Regions from separate parts of the Gossypium hirsutum genome. Here region 2 is linked to region 1. A link is a contact called in public Hi-C data. All regions are on one chromosome and are shown on one strand. The core of a region is the stretch at or near the end of the contact, and the rest is flanking DNA. Distances in the headings are between cores, read along the strand shown. Region 1 holds the start of LOC107908935 (peptidyl-prolyl cis-trans isomerase FKBP12). Region 2 holds the start of LOC107908928 (guanosine nucleotide diphosphate dissociation inhibitor At5g09550).

Region 1 (7,056 bases), core at 2,052-4,551:
AATAAAAAAAAATATAAGGACCAATTGAAGAATTTAACTTAAATTTTTTGTTCGAATGCCACATTAGCTTACCGTTACACTGTTGACGATAATTAACAGTTCAATGACTAAAATGTTACAACACGACAACGTAAGTGACTAAAATGTAACATTTCAAACACAAGCAACTAAAATGTAACTTGAGACATATAAAAGTGACTATTTTGATAGTTTACCCATAATTTTATACAATTTCTTTTATAATTTAATTTCATATCTATTTTTCGAATAAATAAACTAAAATTTGGGATCAACAGTAAATAGTTAAAGCTTCTCTTCAACTAAAGTAATAGGAAAACTAAAAAAAGAAAAGATATTTTTATTTGTAAATAAATTTAACCAAAATTATAAAATTAATAATACATTCATTACAAGCCTAACATTTTAGGTGTATTTAAATAGACAAAATATCATAATTTTTTTCTCAACTAATGGTAATCGAAAAATATATCAAAGAGCTTAATAATTTAAATTATTAGCTTTTACTATTTTGTTTCGATTTAAACAAATTAAATACAATAAAATTGTCAAAAATATCACGTTAAAATTATCTAAAAAAAAATATTGAATTTACTCTCATATTTTGAAATCTTTGCATTATTAAAAATGTAAAATTATGAAACCGCTGTACTAAATTGAAAAAGACAAACTAACCCATGAACATTAAAAATTTTATCGATGAATAATGACATGTATCAATTTGCTCTTTGATCTAAGATGCAAAAATTAATATATCCATTTTTTGAGTAGAAGGGGTAAAATGCAATATAATTCGATATAACTCTAATACAGGACCTTCATTTTAGAGAAAATGTTATAACAAAATTTCAATTTGCACTAATTGATGAAACAAACCTTATTATAAAACTCAGATCTTAATTAGCTCAAAGGAGCACAAAAATGCATGTCGGCCGGGCTTGAGAAGAAGAACAAATAAAGTCACTACCTTACCTGGAGAAACTGCTGCGGAGCATCTCATATTATTAGAAGAAAAAGTCAACACTGAAGAGCTGTCATACATGAATAAGATGACTCATATTGATACTCATTTAATATTCATACATGCTACCCCATAATATCTATATATGTTCATCACAGGTGAGTTATTCGGGCTACATATTATTTCTCGACAGTCACCAACTGCCTGCTACTCACTTCAAACTTAGGACTTCAATCTCGAATTCGAGAACCGAGTTTGGCTGTATTCCCCATGCAGGAAACCCACCAGCACCATAAGCATAGTCTGGGGAGCACTGCAGACATGTATAAAAAAGGTCCATCAGAAGCTTCATCGAAGCATGCAGGGACCCTCGGCGGACCGAGGGACAAGATATTGCATTTCCAACAAATCCAACACATACAGAAACTTGAGGTTTCATAACGTAGGTTATGACACAACATATAGAAACAGGCACCCTGATTCTTTTCTTGAAAACAAAAAGGAAAGGAAGAGATAAAACAACAAAAGTTTGGAATTTTGTGGTATTGACTTATCAACCTTGCATTGGGAGGCCCAAGATATACTTTTATGATATGAATTATCATTCATGGCATTGATCTAAACATTTCAACTTCAAATATGTAATTGCAGTACAACTAAGTACACTTGAAATGAATTCAGAGTTTGGTGAAACAGTACCCGAAGACGAGCAACTTCTGCCACTTGCATTCCCATCACACCTTCATCCCATCCTACAAAAGGTAGAACATAACTTTTAGTTCCCCCCAAGATGAGGTACTAGGTATTCCACAATAAGCAATAAGACGTGCAAAAAAAGAAATAGAAAGAGTAAAGGCAGTCACCGCAAATAAGCAATGCTTGTTTCCTAAGTTTCAAAAAAGCATCAAGCATTCTTTCTTCTTTTTTTCCTTCTCAATAGATATTGAGTTCAACCAACATGCACATTATAGTTTGTCCTAAATAACAGATTCTTTTACACCATTACATTATAAGATCACCTCTTCACCAATCTATAAAGTGGAGTGGTATATAGATCATCAACTTATGGTCTCGATTGACATAATTAAGACAAATTTATAAGCATTCAGTTGGTCATCTATCAACTACACAACTTGATGGGGAAAGAACATGAAATTTCATCACTTCCAATGGCCAATGAGGTTGATGTCACCAACAAAAAATGCACTCGGATATGACAAAAGACAAGGTGCTATAGAAGACAATGGTAAAAACAAGTTCTACTAGAAAATAAACCACCATTCAAATCGAAAATTTCGATATATCAAACTTTATGACACAACTCGAACCAATGCATTCACATTCTTTAATCAAAATACCCAAAAAATAAAGTTTCCTGCTTTAGTAAAAAAACCATCAAATTTTGTGGAATATTATGGAACTCAGCAAGGTAGGAACCTAGCAACAAGCCATTACAATTTACCTTTTATAACAGAGCCCTTGCCAATTTGGAAAGAGAAAGGTTGCTGCCCTGGATCCTTTGTGCTAAAAAATGGATACAAACAGAGAAATAATCAATAATTCAATATTAACAAAGCTGTGTTAGAAAGAAGAGAAAAAAAAACCCCCAATTCGTCATTCTGGTAGAAAACCATTACTCACCTCCAGAATTTCTCAGACAAATCTCCATTTTTCCCTGCACCCAACAAAATATTATCATCAAACATAGAAACAAAAAAATCGTGTAAACAGCACCGAAAAGCAAGCAGTTTTTCATCAAATTAGGGCTTTTAGGGAAACCCCTTTTGATTAAATAAAATATTGATGACTCAAAAATGAAAAAAACGAAACAGATTTTTTTTTCAGCCAGAGAGAAAAGCAGAGAAAGAGAAATAGCAACCGTAGCCAGTGCAGTGAACGGTGACGGTCTGACCGGGGGTGGGTTTGGGACCGGTTCCAGGCCTGATGACTTGCTTCTCTACTCCCATTTTTCAGGTTTGAATGACAATCTAACTGGATTTTCTTAGGGTTTTTGCTTTCTGTTGTCGGCGGTAATTATCAGGTAGTCAATAAATACAGTCGAGATTCGAGAGTATTGCAGGCAAACCGGGGGGTATCTTGGAAACGGGCCAGGCCCATTATAGGATGCTTTGGTTAAAATTAGATTGAGGGTTTTGTTATGGGTAGAGGGCCACGGGTGATCAGTAGTCTCCCGTTTACCCTTGGTTTTGGCATAAATGCACCACAATCATCTGTTTGAATCATCAGTCCAATTTTTGTACTGCACTGAAACCCTCAGTTTTGACTGAAGCATTGCCCTACAGTGAAGAAGGAGTCCTTCCTTAGTTGACAATAATGCCTATACTTTTATTTATAATTATCATTTTATCTAATAAATATTTTTAATTTATTATATAATTAATTAAAATATTTATAATAAAATATCGGAAGATACATTTTAAGATTTTATTAAATGAATTTATAAATTCACAAATTTTTAATAGTTTAGTAAAATAATCTAGAAAACTTTCTATTTATATACCATTTTTAATCTAATGTCCTTAATGGTCATTTTCTATTCTCACATCATCGCTACAGCTACGTTTGAATCCAAATACACACCTCATGGTTGTTTCTATTCTCACCGCTACAGTATCTAATCTCACGGCTACAATAACTAATCTCACTGCCACCATTGTTTTTAACCTCATCGGAGGTAAACACACTATCCATTCAAACTAAAGTCTTAGTCTCTGTACTATTAAAAAGAATCAAATAAGGCTAAATTGGAATAAAGTTAACATTTACGGTATAAAAAATATCATTTACTGTTTAACAAAGTTAATATATTTAAATTTTTTATGGATTTGTAAATGAAATCTTTAGTCTGGATTGAAATTGCAATTGATTTTTTAAAAAACATCTTTTATACAATAAATGTTAACTTTGTTACAATTTGGACTTATTTGATTCTTCTCAATAGTATAGGGACTAAATTGATCCATTTACTAATAGAGGGACTAATTTGATACAATTCCTATAATATAATGACCTTTTAGGTACTTTAACCTATTAATATCATACATAATTATTCAAGTTTGTTCTATTTAAAATATTAGTCTCATATTTTATTTAAGTAAGTAATTCAATTTTATTTAGACTCGTTCATATTATTTTTAATTTTAAAAATATATCTTGGACTATCATTATACCTTTAAAATTATAATTTTAAGTATAAACAATTAATATATATTTTTTAATATTTGTGTTATAGTAAAATATATTTAACTTTCATATAATATAATTTATATAAATATATAAATGAAATGAAAAATTACAACCTGAAAATCAAGGGTAGCTAAGGGAACAAAAAATTTTCTATTTAGGTTCTTTAAAATTTTTAATAAAGGTAAAATTATATTTTGGCTCCTTTAAAAATGATAAAAAATTGATTTAATCATTTAAAAATTATAAAGATATAAGCTATTAAAATAATAAAATTATATTTTTACTATCGTAAACATTGTAATTTAATTTCAATCCCTGAAAATTTTTTCTAACTTTGTCCTTACTAAAAATGAATATAATTATTTTTAAATTTTGAATATTAAAATTCTATCATCAACTTAATTCATATTTTAAACGGATTTAATATATTATTTTGTAGTTGAAGAAAAACATGATAATTGAAGTGATGCAGTTGCATGCAGGTATTGAGTTTGAAAAAGAAAAAGGGCATACTCAGCAAATCATGATTGAAGATGATGCCTTGCAGGTGACTAAAGGCGTTGGGTAGGCATGATGTGGATTTTTGTTTTCTTTTTCCGATATCGACACAAGCCAAGGGAAAGTTATAGGGGTACATTTCGATGTTTGTCATGTTAGGCGCCAAGCCAAGTAGCTAACCGAGTAGTTTAGTGGCGGATGTGACATTAAATTTAATGGATTTAGTAGTCTATTCATATGAATATTTTTGTTAATGTAAAAGGATGTGAGTTTGAGTGTATAAAAGTGTATTATCTTCCTATTTACAGATTATGGGAGGGGCTATGAGTAGTTCTAGGCATTGTATAAAAAGAGCAGATATAACTAGAATCTATAATGAGATTATTCGAAAAAAATTTCAGGGGTTTAGTAAAATTTCTTTTAATTATAATTTTTTAAAATTGGGGATTTAATGGAAAACTTTTATGAAATTAATAAAAATTTTAAAAAATTTGAAGGATCTAATTAAAATTTTCAAAAAATTTCAAAAAAATATCAAAATTTTTCAAATTTTGGAGGGGCCAAAAAGATTCGCCTCATGTAGCTCATATAAATTATCACATGCTATTTATACTGAGTTTGTCTTTACACAAGGATTGATTTTGAGGCCTAATTTTCCATTATTATTGTGGTTGAAAAGTGATTTTTAAAAAATTTAACAATCAAGCCTATTCAATTATTTGGTTACTCGTTTCACCTAACTCTTTATCTTTTGGGTGCTACAAATAATGTAATATAATAATATATAAATTAGAAATTAATTTAAATTTTTAAATAATTAATATAAATAATGATATTTTGATAATTTTACCTCCAAACACAAAAGCCAAAAGGCAAAAGACCTAAATCTCACCTTTTACATTTGAATGAAAAACACTTTTATGACAACACTCACTCTAAAAGTATTTTTCATTGTTTTTTCTGGTTGAAATGTACTTTTGGAACCCCAAACACAATGGAGAACAAGGCCATCTTATGTGTTTTGGATTGATACAGTTCGAATGGAGAGTTCTTTTTTTCAAACAATAGAAGCATTCACTTTCGAAAATATTAGATTCAATTTATTGAGTGGAGGCTAAACAAAAAGAGTTATTTTTTTAATACAATAGCTAATATAGATATGTTTAAGTGTGTTCAAACTCAGGTCTTAACAACGATTTTAACCGAATTAAACTTAGTCTAATCTTATTGATAATAAGGTTTAATTGAATAAGCAATCCTCAAATTGAAACTAGCCTCTGCTATTATCTCTGTTATAAAAACCACTTCATGTGTCATTTTTTATCGATATAATCATGTAAATGAATTTAAATATATATTAATGATCCAAATATAAAAAAAAAGGTGTAGTTCAGAGAATAAAATATGAATTAAAGGAAACTCATTCTATGTAAAGCAATTTGAAAAGGCCAAAAATAGTGTGACATTAAACCATTTCATACAATCTCATTTTCCTGATCAGATCAATAATGGTTACCCACATGATGGTCCTTCCTTTGTCAGAGTAAGCTGCTGATAGTACTTGTACTTATTTTAGAAAAAACCCCAATAATTTACATTGCTTAGAAAATGAAATGAGACGGCACCGACATGGTAAAAGGTGAGTTATCGCATGGTGTTTTACCTCTCCTCTACTTCTCATTTTATTTTTGTTGTTTCTTTAAAAGACAATTTTTTATATGCTATTGGAAAAATACATTAATTATTGCCACACTGCATCTTTATTATTAAGAAAAGGAACATCAAAACAACAATCAACATCAACCACCTTGCTTAAAGAGATAATATGGTTTTTATTTGGGGAAAAATCACATCTAAACTCCCCCACATAAACCCTCCTAAAACATCACACACACACACACACACACACACACAAGCAGTAGATGCAGTTTCATAGTACGAAAAGACACCATCTGTCTTCTAATCGTGACTTAATTGGTAATTTTCATTCCCACCATTGATGCACTGCAACTCCTTCATCCCTCAACCTACCATACAAAGCTACACATTCCCAATAAGCCCTTTTATTCTTCTTCCTTTTCTTTTTCCTCATCTTCTTCTTCTTCTTCTTCTTCTTCACTTCATCTTGCCATTGATTGTTACACTCAAAGAACAATTCATCCACCAATCCAATTGTTTTCCTTTCTATCATCTTCTCCACCACTTCAGCTTCTGCTTTCATTACAACGTAATCTTCTTCTCTTACATTCATCATCAACCAATCTGAAACGTCGATGCTCGCAGTTGCTTCGATGCTGTAAACCTCAAATTCTTGGTTCCTTTTGGGGTAGTTTTCCTCAAACCATTTCATCACAATGTTCTTATCATCATCA
Region 2 (7,056 bases), core at 1,285-3,784, 160 kb after region 1:
ATGAGCAAATCATACATCACGACTCAAATGTCATGTTATTATATTGGCATGTATCATTATTATATTTCAAAATTTTTATTTTAAGAGTAAATTACTACCATGCATACAACGCAACTCATGACATAAGCTATGGGTTTAACACTATCGAACACTCATGTTTAAATCTTTTAATCATTGAATTGATAAAATATTTATTTTTTAGAATAAAGAATATGAAATGTTTATTTGGATAGATTGCATGCATATTTGGATTCTTTTTAAACAGAAAACTTTCTGAAAGTTTATTTTTCAAGCACACCCTTAATTGCTAGTGTTTGTATGTTGGAATGAATGGGTTTCGCAGGTTAGCCTTCCCTAACTCACCGTTGAAAGGTTAAAAGGCGGTGATGTTGCGAAGAAGTCATCATCATCTTGCTTAAATCTCAGCTGGCTCCTATATAGGATAATTTTCATAGTAGTAATAATAATGATGATGATGTGTAGATTGTCAAGTAAACCAGTTTTATGGTACCGTCGATAATTATATATAGAGTTTAATATCAAAATTACCCGTACAAAAAAAGAATGTGAAGGTTAAAGCGCAATTATGCACATGCACTCGAGCATGGTAAATAAATTAACTTGTTTACTTTGGAGGGTTTAGTGCCATCTTTATTCCTTATTTGTTTTGTGCTTGTCTAAAGAGTGTGCCGAAATGGTTGATTAAGTCTTAATTCGATTAGTATGGGTATTGCTGCCAATGCAGGAAGACATGGGTTCCAGTGCGTTGAAGTGTATTATTCTCCTATTTATGTGTTGGGGAGGAGTTATGGATAGTTCTAGGCATTGTCAAGAAGTGAGATTGTTTAAGAAAAAAGAAAGTATGCTGGAATAGAGATTGGGTAGCTCTGGCTTTTCTAAGGTTTTTGTTCATTTTTATGATTAAAGTTGGTATGGATGGTTATTATACTTTCATGGTTTGGTGGTCAACAATTTTATTGGCTCATCTGTTTTGAATTTTGCATTTGCTGTAGAGAGATTTTTTTTCTATCAGTTAAGTGAGGGGATGTTAATTTGTATTTCTTTTATAACTGTTTTATAAGAAATTATGGTTTGAATATGCGTTTTTTTTTATAATTGCATGTAACATCTGTTGGTTATTGGCTCACTTTCTTTAGGAGGTTTCATTTTGTTTTTTTTTTAATAAAATTTTGGGATGGAGTAACATTTCGCTTTTGATTTTTGTTTTTTTTTAATTTAGCCTTTAAATTTTTTCCCCTATATTTTCCGATTTGATCTATGAATTTAGATTTCATTGAATAGTTTTTTTTATATTAATGTGGATAAAAAATTAGGGGTTAAAATGAATAAAATTGTCAATTTTAAAGACTAAATATTACTTCTTCCCTAAAATTATCATGGCTTAAAAAAAGTTGTTTGATAAACATAAAAATGCTATTATTATTAATATTAGTTTTGTTTCCGCCCAGCTTTGTAAAGGGTTAAACTTTTTGGGTTAAATTGTGAAGTGGAAGTTTAAATATTACAATATGCTTCAAGTATTTGTACATTTTATATATTTGGAATTTAGTTATTATATTTTTATTTTCAAGAATTTAATGTCTCTACTTTTTTATTTTAAAAATTTAGGTTAACATTATTAAAAACATTTTAAAATTAAAAGAAATATTAACTTGATAGTTATGTGGAAAAAATGACATTATAATGGACCAAAAATTAACAAAGAATTTTAGTGATGTTAGCAATTCTTAAAATTCAAGCCAACATTTAATTAGAATAACGTATTTAGACTATCATTGAAAAAGTTGAGGTGCCGAATTATTTTAAAAATTAAAGTAGAGATTAAATTTTATATAGAAAAATAGATTTATCATAATTGTAATTTAACCATTATCTTATAACGTAGAGAAAAAAAAAACTTTAAATGCGTGTCGTTTTGTACTATGTTTAACTTTAGAATTTATACTTTAAATTTTCATAATTTTGTTAATGTACTTTTGATTATTGAAGTTGAATTTCATTTTAGAAGTATTCATTTTAACTTATCACGTAAAAATAGATTCTTTGTGTTTGAATTTTTTTTTAATTCACATCATCATTCTAATCAAAATAGTTAATGATGTTAATCATTTGAACAGACTAATATCATTGTAAAAATAGAGAATAAAATAATGTGAAATTAAAAAATAAAAACTAAATCCCAAATTTAAAAGGATCAAAACTCATTTTACCATTATCATTTAATGGCTAAAAGAAAAAAAAGGAAAAGAGTGGAGTTTGAAGGAAAATATTTATTCTAACTTAAGTCCAAATAGATTTTTTATGTTAAAAATGTATTTTAAAGAAAATTAACATTATTCTTTTAATTATAATAACTAAAAATGTTAATTATTTGAACTAATTATTCGTATAGTAAAATATATGTCAATTTAAAATATAAAAATTAAATCGTGAGTACAGTGGGACCAAAAGCGAAATTTAACCATGATTACATTTTTAGTGAAGGTATACGTGTTGCATCCCACGCGCATGAAATAACGTAAATTTAGATACTCTCGGAAAGCGCTACTCTCTCGTTATTTCTCCCGCTAAAGACCTGTTCCAAACTCTACGCAAGCAAACAAACGAAGAAAAACCCTAATTTTCCCTCTCACTCATACTCACAGCAAAAGCAAAAAAGAACACATAATTGAAAAGAAGAAAGATTTGTGATCAAGATATTCAGCCATGGATGAAGAGTACGATGTGATAGTCCTAGGGACCGGCCTTAAGGAATGCATTCTCAGTGGTCTTCTCTCCGTTGATGGACTCAAAGTACATTTAATTTCGTCACACTCTTCTTTCTTCATTTCATTTCTATTTATTTCTCTTGATTCAAAAGAAAATCTGGAATCTGGGCTTTCTTTTTCTTGGCTCAGTTCTTCAGTTTCTATATAGGCATTCATATTGAATGTGGGATTTTGTTTCTGGGTATTGGTAAAGATTATAAAGAAAATGTGTTCGTTAAGATATTATCTGAATATATCTCTATATATCAAAACAGGTATTGCACATGGATAGGAATGACTATTATGGTGGAGAATCGACTTCTCTTAATCTTGTGCAGGTCATTGTTCTTCGATTAGTGGAAACCTTTTTTTTTTTCTTTTTTTTCATTTATTCCTTGGCTATTTTCTGAATATTGTCTTTCTTTTTCTGCTATTGCATAGCTTTGGAAACATTTCAGGGGAGATGAAAAGCCTCCAGAAAAGCTGGGGGCAAGCAGAGAATATAATGTTGATATGATGCCCAAGGCATGTCTATTTCAGCTATGGTTTTTTTTTATTTTTTTTATTTTGTAGTTCTTTCAGTACTTGGATGCATGGTTTATGTTACTCTTCATATATGTTTTATAATGAATATGCTTAATTGATTGCTTTAACAGTTCATGATGGCCAATGGCAGTCTGGTTCGTATATTGATTCACACAGATGTTACCAAGTATCTTAATTTCAAGGCTGTGGATGGGAGTTATGTGTACAATAAGAAAAAAGTAAGAGTATTGTAGGTTTTTTTGGGGGAGGGGGGGAGGGTATGATTTGTTTCTGAAGATTAGTGTAAACATTGTTCTATTGTCAACAACAACTTGAAGCAATTATCATAACTTGTAGGTCCACAAAGTTCCAGCGACTGATGTTGAAGCATTGAAATCGCCATTGATGGGGTTGTTTGAGAAGCGCCGAGCCAGAAAGTTCTTCATTTATGTCCAAGACTATGATGACAATGATCCAAAATCTCATGAAGGACTCGACCTGAATAAAGTAACAGCGAGAGAACTTATCTCGTGTGTATCTCATCCTTGTTTCTCTCTATAAAAGTTTGCACTAGTACTGCACTAACACTTACCATTGACTAGGAAATTAATAACAATATATATATGCAATGGTTATAGATTTTTAGATTAAATTTTCTTCTAAGTTCTGAAATGTTACTGGATTTACCAAATTTTCTTTTACACAAAGAAAAAATACTTATGATTTTTTATTTTCATGACCCTTGGTTTTTTATCATTTGTTTTTAGAGAATCTGTGGTTAGGAGTTTCATTTTCCCTTTTGAGAAGGGGTATTTGCTCTCCAATGTTAGTTACTCATACTCAAGTGTGTGTTGGATACATGTATATGTAGGACCTACATGAGTATGTTGAATATTCTTAGTTTTTCTATGCATCTAGAGAGTCCTTGGAGGATCATTTCTTCATGTGCATGTCTGAGTAAATGTTGGACATAATTACTTCAAGGAAAATGACAAGTCGGTGTAGCAAAACTCTAGGGTGAAGATGTGACATATTTGAAGGATCATCACGGCTCATGATCATTAGCTAGTATTAGTTACAGTTTACTGGTCTTGATGCGTGCAAACTTTTGCAATGTAGAAAGTATGGACTTGAAGATGATACAATTGACTTCATTGGTCATGCCTTGGCACTCCACAGTAACGATAGCTACTTGGATCAACCAGCTTTGGGTTTTATTAAGAGAATGAAGGTAAAAGTTTCTTTTGTATCGTATTTTCACCTTTGTTCTACAGCCAATGGTTGATACTTCAGTGTACGGCCATACATTTCCCTTTTAGCATCATATTCAGTGTATTTTCTGCATTTGTTTCGTGAAGCTTTATGCAGAGTCTTTGGCACGGTTTCAAGGAGGTTCTCCTTATATCTATCCACTATATGGACTAGGAGAATTGCCTCAGGTGTGTCTTTATCTGTAGTTTAGCTCCAAGTTTAAAAGAAAATACTTTTTACTTCTTGACTTGTTATTGCTCTCTTTGGCAGGCATTTGCACGTTTAAGTGCAGTTTATGGTGGTACTTACATGCTCCACAAGCCAGAATATAAGGTAACATATTTTGAAAACCAAAATGTTATAGTACAAGCAAACAATTAGTCATTAGTGGTCAGCTTGGTCAGTGCTTGAGAATACTTGCCATTGAGTCCTTTAGTTGTTTAGATGCTCATATTTTGTCAAGCAACACCATGTCTCTATGGTTCATCCTTCTTTTGATGCAAAAAATGCCTCAGTCTGGGAGTAGGGAAAAGAGGTTGCAGATTTTGAGATTTGAATTCCAAAATTGTTAGTGACCACATGTACAAACTGAACTAAAGTTTGGGTTCTCGTTGGGCACCCATATGAGTGAGCCTATATGGTGATTAGCATAGATGTCCCAAAAGAATGTATCATTGGATTGCAGGTAGAATTTGATGCTGATGGGAAAGCTACCGGTGTGACTTCAGAAGGAGAAACTGCTAAGTGCAAGAAAGTTGTTTGTGATCCATCTTACTTGCCTGATAAGGTCACCCTTCAAAGAAACCTTGCCTCTCTCTCATTTTTTCCTCAAAGATTAATTATATCTACTTGTTCTGTCATTTGTTTTTTGATGCAACAGGTTAAGAAGGTTGGAAAAGTTGCCCGTGCTATATGCATAATGAGTCACCCTATTCCTGATACCAACAATTCTCACTCGGCTCAGGTTATTCTGCCTCAGAAGCAACTTGGCCGTAAATCAGACATGTATGCAGTTAACTTTCTCAACTTTAATTTCTTAATCTCTTCCTTTGAGTGGCTAAAATGGAAACAGTGATGCAAATGCGATGATTTAGTTTGAATAGTGTTCATGTAGTTGCGGTTTTAGCTTCACCACTGAGTCATTTTGTTGATTTTAGAAGGCTTATGCAATGAATAGATATGTTTGCTAGTTTATTGAAGTCTTATTGGATTCCTGATGACTAATGGAGAAGGCAAAACATAATTTGAAATGTTGGTGAGTTGTTTTATGTGTTTCAGTTGAAGGTAATGCTCTTCTGGTAATAGGATCACTCAGGACAGGAAAACCCTGTATTAATTGTGTCATAATTCCATTAAGTTCAACATTATGTTACTCTAGATCGAATCAAGGCATATTTGAGCATGGATATAAGAATATAACCCTCTTTAACATTTGAAAAAATTTGGAAAAAAATATTAAACATATCCTTAATTGACACTCGTACCATAGCCTGGCCAACAAACAAACAGAAGTGTTATAAGTCCACGATCTCCAATAACTTCCAAGGTTTTATTTTTGGTTCTGTAGGTACCTCTTTTGTTGCTCCTATGCTCATAATGTAGCTCCCAAGGGAAAGTACATTGCTTTCGTTTCAGCAGAAGCAGAGACAGACAACCCTGAGGTAGAGCTGAAACCTGGTGTTGACCTTCTGGGACCTGTGGAAGAGATACTCTACGACACCTACGACAGATATGTTCCCACCAATGACCATGCAGCCGACAGCTGCTTCATATCTGCTGTAAGAAGCCTTCTATATATATATATATTACATTGCATATTCTGTGGAGAAACAACTAAATGAAAAGTACCCAAACCAACTTTTCCCAATGGTTACCTTATATGACATGCAAACTGACTTCCCCAATCTTATTGATTCAAGTTTGAAAAAATTGTTGCAGAGTTATGATCCAACAACGCACTTTGAAACCACAGTGAATGATGTGATCGAGATGTACACTAAGATTACTGGAAAGGTAATACGGTTGATGTTCAAATGTTACACACATATATATATGGCTGGTTCACGTATTATGATATTTCATTGTTGTATAGGTTCTTGATTTATCAGTGGACCTGAGTGCTGCAGTGCTGCATCTGAAGAATGAAGTTCTTGAAACCTGTTGCTTTCATGCAAAAAAACAACCATTAGTAGAGGAGAGTTCGATTGTTTCTTCATGTTTTTCAGCAAATCTTTTAGATAAAAATCTTAAACTCAAATTACATTTCTATATTACATTCATTGTAGGTGTTATATGTAATGTACTCCGAAATAATGATTGGATTGGGTAACATGTGTTTTTGACACAATTCTGATTCTTTGGAATTTTATAATTTTATTAGTTAAAATTAAAAACAACTAACCAAACTCACTAAAATAAATTTAACAGATAGTGGAATTTGAATATTTGGTCTCAGAGTTTTCAAGGCTTTCTTTGTGCTATTAAGTCAATATCTCATCAAGTGTGTATGTAT

Evidence for each region. Hi-C and Micro-C count contacts between places; a contact is called where the count stands out from the background.
Region 2: a contact with region 1 is called in a Hi-C map of leaf, with 2.4 times the contacts expected there. The contact joins the promoter of LOC107908928 here to the promoter of LOC107908935 in region 1. A contact is called at or near these places in 8 of 34 Hi-C or Micro-C datasets (callus, leaf and seedling).

What each region holds. Positions count from the first base shown.
Region 1 is chrD02:68,447,013-68,454,068 of Gossypium_hirsutum_v2.1, forward strand. LOC107908935 (peptidyl-prolyl cis-trans isomerase FKBP12) reads right to left here and starts at 3,302. Exons shown (of 5, transcript XM_016836244.2): 1 at 2,859-3,302; 2 at 2,621-2,654; 3 at 2,442-2,503; 4 at 1,679-1,731; 5 at 992-1,292. The coding sequence starts at 2,946. The coding sequence ends at 1,191. It overlaps LOC107908934, which reads right to left. Exons shown (of 2, transcript XM_041088365.1): 1 at 6,814-7,056; 2 at 6,669-6,711. The coding sequence ends at 6,669.
Region 2 is chrD02:68,609,747-68,616,802 of Gossypium_hirsutum_v2.1, forward strand. LOC107908928 (guanosine nucleotide diphosphate dissociation inhibitor At5g09550) reads left to right here and starts at 2,535. Exons shown (of 13, transcript XM_016836229.2): 1 at 2,535-2,814; 2 at 3,044-3,106; 3 at 3,210-3,293; 4 at 3,425-3,532; 5 at 3,651-3,823; 6 at 4,413-4,524; 7 at 4,652-4,732; 8 at 4,815-4,877; 9 at 5,230-5,331; 10 at 5,425-5,549; 11 at 6,112-6,322; 12 at 6,483-6,557; 13 at 6,637-6,891. The coding sequence starts at 2,728. The coding sequence ends at 6,873. It also overlaps a transcript of LOC107908929 not described here.